Regions from separate parts of the Oryctolagus cuniculus genome. Here region 2 is linked to region 1. The links are chromatin contacts, called in public Micro-C maps. All regions are on one chromosome and are shown on one strand. Each heading gives the region's core, a stretch centred on a gene start, on an enhancer-like site or on the middle of the called end of the contact. The rest is flanking DNA. Distances are from core to core; before and after follow the strand shown.

Region 1 (6,531 bases), core at 1,807-4,306:
GAGTCACTATTAATCATTTGCACCTGTGACTTCAATAATCAGCCTGGCAATTAGAGAAGCAAAATCTGCAGGACAGAACCAAGCAAGGATGCCCCCAATCGCAACCACTGCCACACCAAGGAGGGAAAAAATGACTTTTTTGCCTTACATGACATGAAGAAAGTTTTACATGTCAGTTTCACCACATCTTGAGGACATTAGTTCCCAGCGTTTAAAATCTTAATCTTCTCAAAGCCAAGAAGTCTTTAAAAAAAATCTTACTGTACTAATATTTTTAAATATTAAGTTCTTGACATCTGTAATAATTTTTCCACTTGAAGTCTCAGTGGGGGGAAAAAAGGCTGCGGAATAGGAGCATGACACTTGGGGGTGGGGTGGGGCTAGGGCTGATCTTTCAAATCACTCCCCCCACCAAGAAACTAGGATTGTTGCTGTTATACCACATACCCAGTTATTTCACTGGGAAAGGCAAATTTAGAGCAGAAGTGGTAATATTCTGAAAAGGCAACAGAAGCTGTTCTATACCAATGAAACACACAACTTTGGAAGGCACAAATATGGTCTTTCCGTTGTGGTCCATCTTCAGCAATTCATTTTCCCTGAGCCCTAAGCCTCCCTATCATGGACATCTTCCTTAACTGCCAAAGGCTGATGCAGATTCCCTGTGTACAGCATCTGGACCACACCTTGTTTAGTCACACAGGAAGCTGACAAGTGCTGGAGGGAAACATGTCTGGTCCAAAGAAGAGAGAACAGGGCCAGGAATCAAAACATGCCCCCATTGTATTTAATAGGGAGGACCCCTAAAGTGGCTCTTCTACCCATGGAGTTTTCCCATCTGCCAGTCTCAGACCATCAGCCACCAGATGTTGGTCATTCTGCGGGCTGGTTGATAGGACTTTGTGGTCCAGCAGCGGCCAGCCTTTTATAACCTTCACGATGTTGTGGAAGCGTCCATTTAGTCTATCAATATTCTTCGGGCATTCAAGCACTGCCAAGTCAAACATCAGAGAGCAAACTCCCTACCCATGCAGAAATTCCCCAGGTCGGAAGCATCTGGGATGAAGATTCCAGATTACCTGTAGCGAAATTTCTTTTTCGTTTGTTTTGTTTTTTAAATCCTCTTGTGTGCTGAGGAAGCTACCAAAGAGCTTCCAAAAAATGAGACCCACAGTTTAGGCTATTGGTCCCACCATTTACCTAGGGAAGGAAGAAGTGTTTCATAGTTACTGGGTTCCTTCCACTTGTAGCAGGAACCAAACACTACAAAGCATCAGAACACTCAACTCCTTGGAGATTTAAAAGGCGTCCGGAGAGATAAAGAGAAAAGAGACCTTTCCCTCCCTACCTGCACCCCCTGTGCTCTCTCTGCTCCAGCCCCAGAATCAGCAATCCTCTGTAATTCCCTGCGACTCCAGGGATCCTTTATTCCACGGGGCTGCCGGGTCTGACCCTGGGAAAGCCCGGCTGGGCATCCTTCTCCCCACCCGGCCACCCTCCTCTCCCCACCCCTTACCTGATAATGTCGTCGTTGTGTCCCAAGAAGAATTTCTGGCTGTGCTCGCGGGTGTTGTACACCACCCCGACCCCAGCCACAAAGTAGACCACCTCCTTGCCAGCCGTGTAGTACAGGTTGTTGCGGCACTGGTGGCCCCGGTACCCGTACACCCACTCCAGCCGGAGCTGGCAACTGGGAGCTGTCCGATCCGCCATGATACGCCGACCCCACTCGCCCCCGGCCCCCTGCGCGCGGGCTCTGTCCTCGCCCAGGCTGGGCTGCGGCGGACCTGCAGGGTCTCAGGGTGCAGCGCCGGGCGCTGATTTCCGCGGCGACGCACAGGCACAGCCCAGCGCGCCGGCCGCCACCATCATCCGCCGCCGCCGCGGGAGACGAGCTGCCGCCGCCGCCGCCGGTGCGCGGCCGCCAGAGCCCGCGGGGTGCCCGGGCTCCCGTCCCCGGGCGGGGCGGCCTCGGGGGCGCTGGCACCCGTGCGCGCGCGCCTCACTGCACCTGCGGGCGCCGGCTCCCAGGAGAGGATCGCGGGGCGCCCACCCCGCCTGGCACCGCGGCGATCTGCATATCCGAGCCCCGATTACCCAGTGCGCTCACTAAGTTTGCACCGCGCGGGGGCTTCGCGGCAGGCGGCGGGATTTATCCTGTGACGGTTGTTATCTGACAGGCGGCCCGGATGAGCTGTGCCATCAAGCGGCCTCGGATCCCAAACCGACCATCTATGTCCAGGAGGCGAGAGCAAGGGGAAAAAGAAACAGATTTTTTTTTTTTTTTTTTTGCATAAGTCACCTCGTCTAAGAAAATGACCCGCAAACTAAACCAAGGTGGTGGCGGTTGTTTTTAATTGTCAACTGTTACCCCTTTCTCCCTCCAGAGTCATCTCCTCAATGATGTGAAATGTGCACTAAATGCTGCTGACTGGCAGCTGCTGATACGATTTGAAGGAACGTGTTTAGTTCCCCATTAAGACAATTCTGCAAGGGTCACTTTTCAGATGCGACACGCAGTTGTCATGGACGTGTTGAAGATTCACACACACACACCCCGTGGCCCTCCTTGTCATAAAGAACTTAGCCGCTCTCACTAAGCAGCAACTCCAACCGCAAGCGTCGTTCAGGATTTTCTGAATCGGAGACCCAGGCACGAGTGCCGCTGGAGGGGGAAGCGAGCAAGCGGCAAACATCACGTCCCTCGCCCCCAGGAAGGTCTGCGCTAGCTAAAGGGTCCCGCGGGCGAAGGGGGCAGGGTCGCCGGACACTGGAGGCTGAGACCGGACCCCCTCCCCCCACCCGCCACACACACACACACACACACACACACACGCCCCGGGCGTCGGCCGCAGGGTCGGGGATGCCCGCGTCTATAGGGACGCCCGGAGCCGAGCGTACAGCCGCTCCAACGGCGTCTGCACGCCTCCCGCGCCCGAGCCAGCCTCGCCCGCGGAGCATCTCTGTTTCTCCGTCTCTAACCTCTGCTGCCAGCGGGCGCCGCCGGCGCGTCCGGGATCCCGCACTGGCGAGCGAAATCCTCTGCCTGCCTGCCCTCCCCTGCCCTCCCCGCCTCCCGCCTCCCGCACCCGGGGCTGGGCTTCGTCACTGGGGCGCCGCGGGAGACAGGCTCTTCCTCCAGCCGGGGTTCCGGGGGCGGGGCCACAGCGCCGCTTTCTGGAACCGCGGCCGCAGGTTACTAGGCGAAACCTCGGCTCTAGGAAACGGCAACGCCCGGGAGGACCGGGGCCGCCCTCCCGCTCCCCCTGCCCCTATGCATTCTGGGAAGTGTAGTCGTCCCTGCACCAAGCGGGGTGGGAAGCGCGCGGTGTGGACCACAAGTCCCAGGATTCCGCGCGCCCAGGGGGCCGAGCGGGGCGTCGCTGGCGTCAACGGAGTTTGTGTTTCTCTGACTAAGCAGACCGCGGCTCGTTCGCGGCGGCAGCTTTTCGTTGATGGCCTCGTCTAGTGAGTTGGACGAGTCGCCCGGCCGCGTGTTCCTGTGGAGAAGAGCAGTGAAGTTGGAGAGCGGTCTCTACGGCCCACTGACAGAATTTCTCCGGCCGATGCCCTGCGCTGACGCTCCTTACCTCCTACATTGGTTTTCCTTTTTACTTGGCTAGTTTATAATTTGAGGTGCTGGGCTGCCAACTTTAAGGAAAATGCTGGGAATGTGGTCTCACTCTGCCCTAAGACCCGGTGCCTCCTAAGTCAGAGGACTTAACGTATTTACGGATAACCAGATTTTGGAACCCAGGAGCTACTCCCGCCATGAACAACTACTCCTGGCCCTCAAACGAAGAAGCCGGTGGTATTTCTCTTAAAATTGCCCAAGATGAACTATGCATCCACTGTGTTCTGACTAGCTATTTTTCAACTTGGGGCCATCGGCGGCCTTTTGGAAAAGGAGATACCGAAATCCAGGGACTAAGAGGCTGCAAACGGGTGACAGATTGGACATTTGGAAAGTCCATTCCATTCTCTCAGTGTTTTGTTTTGTTTTGTTTTGTTTTGATTGATTGATTTGAAAGAGTTACACAGAGGGAGGAGAAGCAGAAAGAGAGAGAGAGGTCTTCCATCCGTTGGTTCACTCCCCAATTGGCCACAACAGCCGGAGCTGTGCTGATCTGAAGCCAGGAGCCAGGAGCTTCTTCCAGGTCTTCCATGTGGGTGCAGAGGCCCAAGGACTTGGGCCATCTTGTACTGCTTTCCCAGGCCACAGCAGAGGGCTGGATTGGAAGTGGAGCAGCCAGGTCTCGAACTGAGGTCCATAAGGGATGCCAGCGCTTCAGGCCAGGATGTTAACCTGCTGCACCACAGTGCCGGCCCCTCCTATGCAGTTCTTAATCTATCTCAAACTTTACTACAGTCCTCTGAGCTGGTAGGGGATCTTGAGAAGATTAGAAGAACCAGAGTTTGGATAAGTGGTGCTACCTACAGCAATGAGGAGGATGTGAATTTATCCCATCTTTCTTTTTAAGGATACAGATCTACAAATACTGTAATGTGAGATAGCACTGTGGTCAATAAGGATACTACCAAAATGGCCTGGAAAGGGTTTGAAACATAAGCAAACATATAGATGATCAGTAATGCTGTACCATAAAACAATGCAAAATGGATTATATAAAGGCAATAAGTTGTATATAGGAATTAAGAACAGGAGGATCTTTTCCAGATTTAAGAGATCAGGAAAAGCTTTGTAGAAGATAGGAAATAAAGTAATAAGTATAGAAATAGGAATAGGTCGAATTGAGACAAGGAAAGGTGAATTGAAAGAATCTTTTGCAAGGTCAAAATAATACATAAAAGGGTAGATGCAAAAATACAAAACCACAGATTTAGAGAACACTGAAGAGAATACCCAGTTTGGTGTAAGCGAATGCAAGTAAAATGAGAAGGGGACATAACTTGGAAGGTTAGATTGTGGATGGCACTGAACACAGAGGCTTGCAGTATATCCTTAAAATAATGGAGAAATGTTAGATTTTTGTTCTTAAAGAGGAGAACGATAAAAGTAGTAGTAATCAAAGCATGAAATAAGTGGTAGGGGTCTTAGTGCTTGAAGTACTATATTGGATTTGGTGGCAGTTGTACATAAAGGAAGGGACTTGCAGAGAAAATGTGAAAGTGTGTTGAAAGGAATCTCCAGGCCAGCGCTGTGGCGCAGCAAGTTAAAGCCCTGCCCTAAAGCCCAGGATTCCCATATGGGTGCCTGTTCAAGACCCGCTGCTCCACTTCCAATCCAGCTCTCTGCTATGGCCTGGGAAAGCAGTGGAAGATGGCCCAAGTCCTTAGGCCCCTGCACCCATTTGGGAGACCCAGAAGAAGCTCCTGGCTCCCGGCTTCAGATCCGCACAGCTCTGGCTGTTGCGGACAATTGGGGAGTGAACCAACAGATGGAAGATCTCAGTCTCTACCTCTCTCTGTGTAACTCTGACTTTCAAATAAATAAATAAATCTTAAAAATAAAAGGAATCTCCTAAACAAATAGAAATAGATGTAACATGTTCATTTCCTAAGTTATCCTTAGCATAATTAATAACCACCATGCCACATGAGATTATTAAATAAGTTGTAGGAATGAGTTCTGGATCTGCTACTTAAACCTTACATAAATCACTAAATTCTCTGATCTACAGTTTCCTCATTTAATGAAATATCATAATACTTACAGGATAGTTGTGAGAATGAAACAATATAATACACATGTGAAAAGAGTTAATGTATAAAGCATTAAATTACAATTTGGCAGTATAATTTCTACTTGAAAGAGTACGATTAATTAGCAGTATTCTTTAGAAATAAGCAATCTAGAACAGCATGAATAAAACAATAATCCTGTGTTTTTAGGATGAATAGTACTTAACATGTTCCAGGGACTGCAAATGGTACTTTGTATCTATCAATAATTTAATCTCCCATGTGGATGCAGGGGCAAGCACTTGGGTCATCTTTTGCTGCTTTCCCAGGCACATTAGCAGGCAGCTGAACTGGAAGTGGAGCAGTCAGGACTCAAATGTAGAAAAACGATAGATTTAGAAAAATCACCCCAGTGAGGTCATTGATTTAGACATAGGTGATAAATATAAACTAAACTGATTAGATGAAAAGATAGAATGCTAAAGAAGCCCTCCCATGGAGTAGTATCTTTAAACAGAGATATCTGGGGTCATCTTACCAATTTATCAAAGTTAGTATCACTAATAGCAGAATAACTTGCTCTTCTTGCCTCCTGATGTGTGATCTAGCATGAAATAATACTATATAAAATATTTTTACCAGAGGCTGGCATTGTAGTAAGTATTTGGGCTCCTGCTACCCATGTGGGAGACCATAATGAAGCTCCTAACTCCTGGCTTCAACCTGGCCCAGTCCTGGCTGTTGCAGCCATCTGAGGAATGAACATGGGAATAGAAGACTCACTGCTCCTCCTCCTCCCTTTCCCCTGCTACTCCCCCTCCCTCTCCTCTCAAAATAAACAAATACAGAAAAAACTACATTTAGCAATAATATCTAACTCAAGTCTAA
Region 2 (6,531 bases), core at 2,850-5,349, 820 kb after region 1:
AGGACAGACAAGGCAAGTGCTTCTGCTAGAGATGTGGCTTTTCCACCTTTGGCTTAACAGGATACCATCACAATATTGGTTCCTTTGTGGACCCTCCCATTCAAAGCTTTTGCATGCTTATGGATCCCGATTTAAAAAACAGCAAAATTTTAAAAAAGCGATTAAAAAAACAGTACTGTCATTCACCAATCACACATAAAGACTGAATTTTATCTGTTTTGAAAATAAATGTCTCTGCTACACAGCAGTAACATATATGGTAGTAAGTTTTGTATTTAGAAATTCATTGGTAGCAATAATGTTTTAATAATTTTCAGAAATTATGCATTCTTCATGAATACCTTTTTATTGCTGCTTGCAAATATGTATTTCCAAACTTGAAATACATGTGTGAACAGTGTATACCAGTTTAAAGCTTTCATTTCTGTTTTTTTTATTAAGCCTTTACATGTGGACCCATTACAAACTGATTTTAAATACTGTGCACAATTTTTTTAATAAAAATACTGAATCTTTTAAAAATATTTATTTTTTATTTATTTGAAAGGCAGAGTTACAGAGAGGCAGAGGCGGAGAGAAAGAGAGGTCTTCTAACCGCTGGCTCAATCCTCAAATGGCCACAATGTTAGGAGCTGGACCTATCTGAAGCAAGGAGCTGGAAGCTTCTTATGGGTCTTTCCACAAGGGTGCAGGGGCCCAAGGATTTGGACCATCTTCTACTGCTTCCCAGGCCATAGCAGGGAGCTGGATTAGAAGTGGAGCAGCTGGGATTCAAACTGTCACCCATATGGAACGCCGGCACTGAGGACAGCAGCTTTACCTGCTATGTTACAGCGCTGGCCCCACAACACTGGTTTTAATATCCACTTTGCAGGGCTGGCGTTGTGGCACAGTGGTAATGGTGATGCCTGCAATTCCGGCATCCACAAAGATGCCAGTTTGTGTCCTACTGTACACTTCTGATCGAGTTTGCTGCAGAGGATGACCCAAGTGTCTGCGCCACCCAAGTGGGAGACCTAGATGAAGCTCCCGGCTCCAGCCTGGCCCAGCCTTGGCCATTGCAGCCATTTGGGGAGTGAATCAAAGGATGGAAGATATCTCTTTCTCTTTCACATAAATAAATAACAATCTTAAAAAAGAAAAAACCTGTTTTGTATTTTCACACTTGGTCAACTGGGACATGTAAACTTTGATTTTTTGAATTTTACGTTGTATGGATTATTAACTACTTTATGTATTTCAATTTAAATATTCTCATTTCTGGGGGAAAATATTTTTCACTTCTCAAGATAGCTACTATATATGTTATATCTTTACATACAGAAATACCAGTACTTGAACAAATTTAAAGCACATTGGTTTATTAACCCTCACTCCTACATGGTTCATTAGCTTCAAATTATACCTGATCCACAATTAAATGTATTTACTTCTAAAATGTGTGACTTTCCCATTTCAAAAACCAAACCAGACACTTTGTGATAGCTGTTTAAGCTACTTATTATTCTAGAAACATTCTGTCAAGTAAAGTAGTTCTTTGGGTGTAGACTCTTTCTTCCCTTCACCAGAGTGGGTGGAATAAGTTGAATTGGTTAATGCATAATATTTGAACTGTTCTGTAAATTTATAAAAATTTAAAACGAACAACAAAGGCTTCTCCAACTTCCACCACCAAGTCTATAAACTCTTCTACATTTGCAGTTACCTTTGCCTGCTTTCCTCTTTTGACAATAGAAGCACAATGTGGTTTACTATATTAAGCATCAATGACTCCACAATCTCCCCCAGTGTCTGTCATTCTCAAACACATACCTCCAACCTCTTTGTTCACTGGCTTCCTCTCACCAATATCTAAACATATCCCACCTTTAAAAGATCCCTCTTTTTAGCTCATGTCCTTCCTTACCTCTTCTCCCTGTTCTTCCCACTATTTAAAAAAAAAAAAGTTGTCCATATTGCTATTTACTTACATTTGTCCTTAATCACTGCAATTAATTTCCATAACTACACTCTTTTGAAACTGTTCTTACCTGCTTTATCAATAAACCTTTTATCCAGTAAACTCTTGTCAGGTTTCATCTCATCTCACCTGCCAGCCACCTTTACTCGCATGTATCACTCCCTTCACTGAAACTGTTTTGGTGCTGTCTAGTTCCCTGGAAACCCACCTACCTGTGTAACTACTGCTTCTGACTATTCTTTGTGATCTGTCTCCCTTTCCTCTATCATTAAACTCGAGGTTCCTCAGAGGTATGTCAAGAGCCCTAGTCTTTTCATTCTTTCCTCATTCCCTCCTACCCACCAAATTTCTCCTTTGTATCCCAGTTTAGATCACCCTTTTCAGCCACATCAATACTTACTCCATAAGCTTTCTGCCTACAGAGCTGTTTCTGCTGTGTTCTCTACCTCAAAGTCTTCATTATCCAGCTTCTCAAGCCAGAAACCTGGCATCATCCCATTTCTTTCCTCTCTTCACTCTTAATATTCAATCAACTACCTAGCTGAGGTTATTCTGCTGAAATAGCTCTCAAATGAATTTTACTGACTTCCACACCATCATTATGCTATGTCTTCTTAAGGAGTCCTCCAGTTCCCAATCCTGTCTGCTCCAATCTATTCTCTACAAAAGCCAAAGCGATTGTTCGAAACTGTAAATGAAGGGTGAACATTTACATTAGCAGTTAAGATGCCTGCATCCCACATCAGAGTACCTGAGTTCCTCCTGCTCCTGACTCCAGCTTCTCACCATTGCAGACCCTGGAATGCAGCACTGAGGACTCAAGCCATCGGGTTCCTGCCTCCCACCTTGGAGACCAGGATGGAATTGCCAGCTCCTGACTTCTGCTGCTGCTTCTGGTACTGGGGGAGTGACCCAGTGATTGCGGGTTCTATGTCTCTGTCTCCAAATAATAATTTTCAAAAAACATAATTTATATCATGCCACTCCTATGCACGAAATCTTTGAGAAGTTTTTCTTTAGGATAAGCCTCTAAATCCTCCAGCATTTCCTCCTCAGTTTCATTTCTCTACTGTCCCCTCTTGCGAACAATCTTCAGCCATCATAAACTTCTTCAAATTCCTACAATACCGCTTTCAGCCTTAGAGCTGTCGTCTCACTTGAAATATGAAAAGTCTCCCTTCCTTTTCTTACTTTGCTGTCAACCTTCCAGCATAATTTACCATTCGAGGAAACTACTTGTGGACACATCTCCAGGTCGAACTTCTCTTTAGAGATCCCTAGGCAACCTGTACTTACATAGTCATTAAGAGATTTCTCTTGTAACTCACTGGTCTATATCTCCGCTTCACAGTAAATCTCTGGAGGGTAGAAAACCAGGTGCTCTTAAAGCCTCCATCTCAAGAGCCTAGACACAGCGTCTGGCACACAAAATAGTCATTCGATTAATATTTGTTGAATAATCATCCCTTTCGTTAGGATGATGTTGGTCAGAAAGATAGGGGCTTAGTTTAAAGCAGACAGAGTAAAAAAATCTGTAAGGTACCGGTTGGATAGATACAGGGTATGCAGGCTTTTCCAAAAAAACCGCTTGTATCCTTGAGGCATTAGTTCCTCTGCCTGCGGGCCCAGGCCAATTCCTTTTGCCTGAGGCTGTGGCGATTAGGCTACCGCCAGGAGCGCGCGATACCAGGCGAGATAGGACAATAGCTTGGAATTCGGCCTCGTGCTTCCGGTGGGGAAGCCTCGTGCCCGGCCGGTGAGGCCCGGGGGTGGGAGCTCCAAGTCGGGCCCACGGCGAGGAAGGCGCGGCTCCTTGGGCGCACCGCCGCCACCGCCGCTGCTACCGCCTCCTCCGACGCCGTCGCCCCGCCCCGCCCCGCCCCGCCCCGGAAGTGACTTGAGGCCCGTCCGGAACTTCAGGGCCCGGCGGCTGCAGCGTCACCAGCCGAGCCGGTGCGGGGTGGGCAGAGCGGCCGCTGCCGTCGCCAACGAACCGAAGACCGCGCGGGGCCCAGCTGCGCGTCGGCCAGGGGAGGGGGCCTAGCGGTCGGGCCGAAGGGTGACGGGCCGCCGGCGGCCGCGGGGCGCCGACGACGCGGAGGAGGCGGAGCCCGGAGAGGGGTGGGGGCCGGGGAGGGCTAGGGTGGGAGGGGGTGGGGGGGTGTCCCTGTGCTCATGGAGCCGGCCGAGCGGGCGGGAGGCGGGGAGCCCCCGGAGCCGGGCGGGCGTCTCGGGCCGGGCTGTCGAGGCTTCGTGCCGCAGAAGGAGATCGTGTACAACAAGCTGCTGCCCTACGCCGAGCGGCTGGACGCCGAGTCCGACTTGCAGCTGGCCCAGATCAAAAGCAACCTGGGCCGGGCCGTGCAGCTCCAAGAGCTGTGGCCCGGGGGCCTCTTCTGGACCAGGAAACTCTCCACGTAAGTGTTCCCAGGCCTGCGAAATGGGTCGGGGCACAAGGCTCCGTGGGAGGGCATCGTGGGGGTGTGGGTTGAGGGGGCTAGCTCTTTGTCCGGGCTGCTGGACCTAGCTAATGCTCTGTCCTGGACGGAGCTGTCCCCCCTGCGACAGCAGCTTGTAAAGCTTTCAGGTCTCCTTCCTGCGACCGGTCTCCAGGACCTCCCGGGACCTCATCCGCCCTCTGCGTCCTCCCAGCTGTCCCTCGTCGAGCGGCGGTGTTGTAGTCTTCCGGCCCCTCGGGCCCTGGGGCCCGGCGCGGGAGAGAGGAGCCGTCTCGCAAAGCCTTCTTTGGGGCTTTGCGTATGGGGAAGGCGGGGTGATAGCCTTGGTTTTCGGGAGAGGAACTCCTGACTTGTCTGCTTCTCCTCGTGCTTCCTCCTCCTCCTCTTCCTTCCCCTGCAGTCCCCGCCTCTACTCGTGTCGGTTCGCGTCTAGGAACTTTCTGAATGGGAAGGAGGGCGTTGGGAAACACTGCTGGGTTCTGCTTTGTGGGTCTGCTCACTTTCAGTGGATTTGATTGAGAAGACTGGTTGAAAATCAGCCCTCAGAGTATTCTTGGGCCCACCATGGGACGTTAGTGTTGAGAGTGTTGTCTGAAACCTTAGAGAAGTGTGCGGTATTCCTCTTGTGACATTTCCTTTCGCCAGACCTTTGCGATACTCCGAGAAATAGATGCAGTGTCAGGTTGTGCTGGGCGATACTAGCATCAAACTTGAGTGCTTTGTTAAGGCGCTCAGACGAAGGCAGATTACTGAATTAGTTGCAGGAGTTGTGTTGTTGGCATCGTCTCTAAAAACCAGCTGCCACCTATAGTGTCAGTGAAATTACGGTCGGGGGGGGGGGACCCAAACACCCCCAGTTAAAATAGTGTGCGGGCAAAAGGTTAGGGAGGTTGTTCACTAGAGGGGTATTTTCAGTGTCAGAACTTTGGAAAACATTCTCTGTATCTTGTTTGGTTAATGTGCATACGGTTCTACTAACAGTGTTCATGCGTGTGAATGTTGGTAGATGAACACACAAGACATAAGTCACTTACTCAATGTTTACCCAAATCTGCTGAGTGAACTGGGTGATGACTCAGGGTTTTGTAATGCAATAGTCACCCTCACAGGATGATTCTTATCTGCCAGTTATTAGGGGACCTCTGACAAATTTCTTTTCTTTGGAGGGGGGTGTAGGTGGGAATAATTAGCTTTTTAATTAAGACAGGTGGGAATAATTAGCTTTTTAATTAAGAACCAAAGCTAAAACAGTATTCCCCTTCATAGAGCAACCATAAAATGACAAAAGTGTCAGCTCTCTTCCTGACCAGAGTGTAAAGTTTGTACTCTGTTGGGATCCGTGGAAGGATTGTGGAGGAAAGGAATGTAACAGGGAAAAGAACCTCTGTCAGTCAAAACAGAAGAATGTTTTATAAACAATTACAATTTGAACACTTTTTCAAGTGCGCCTTCTAGGTGTTTGTGTTATTACTCAGGCACAGTAACAATAAAGTTTCCTTGTCAGTTCCATTAATTTCCTATTTAAATCACTTGTATTAGACTTGCCAGAGAATACCATTTGGGGTGACACAAACAGCTTCTTTTAGAGGCACAGTATATAACTGTGCTAAAATGTGAAGACGTATCTGGTTTGGATTTATGAAGCTGCAATCTACATAGGCCTAGATAAGGATTGTTTAGTGATGTTATTAACAAGTCTGGTAAATTAGCACCTACAGTTTTGTTACTGTTAATAGACAAAAGTTCTTACCTAGAAAGGGCTAAAAATACAGTGGAGACAGCACATGGTGTTTGGGACAGGATTGCAGTTAGTGGCTTAATATATATATATATCTAACCAGCGAGAAATGCTATCAGGTAGAATTTTATTTTGGAATGGTGATTAAATACAGAGAACTGATTCTTGTGGTTGCACTGTGTGACATTTTGAACTTGTTGGGTGGGACGTGTTGTGGTCTTGGGTGTGTTTTTTCTCTTAAGTCATGTTAAGGTCACCTGTTTATAGTCGTGCTTGTTTTTTAAGCCTTGTATGTTGCATAAGTTAACATCTAAATAATGCCAAAATCTGTGATGATAGCTGAGTAGTGGTCATGTTTAGCACTTTGTAGCAGA

What was found. Hi-C and Micro-C count contacts between places; a contact is called where the count stands out from the background.
Region 2: a contact with region 1 is called in a Micro-C map of ear pinna, with 10 times the contacts expected there. The contact joins the promoter of PSME4 here to the promoter of EML6 in region 1. A contact is called at or near these places in 2 of 6 Hi-C or Micro-C datasets (ear pinna and an unstated tissue).

The regions. Positions count from the first base shown.
Region 1 is chr2:147,923,482-147,930,012 of mOryCun1.1, forward strand. EML6 (EMAP like 6) reads right to left here and starts at 3,057. Exons shown (of 44, transcript XR_011386640.1): 1 at 1,517-3,057.
Region 2 is chr2:148,744,341-148,750,871 of mOryCun1.1, forward strand. PSME4 (proteasome activator subunit 4) reads left to right here and starts at 4,100. Exons shown (of 47, transcript XM_070069121.1): 1 at 4,100-4,377. The coding sequence starts at 4,136. ACYP2 (acylphosphatase 2) reads right to left here and starts at 3,832. Exons shown (of 9, transcript XM_070069129.1): 1 at 2,712-3,832.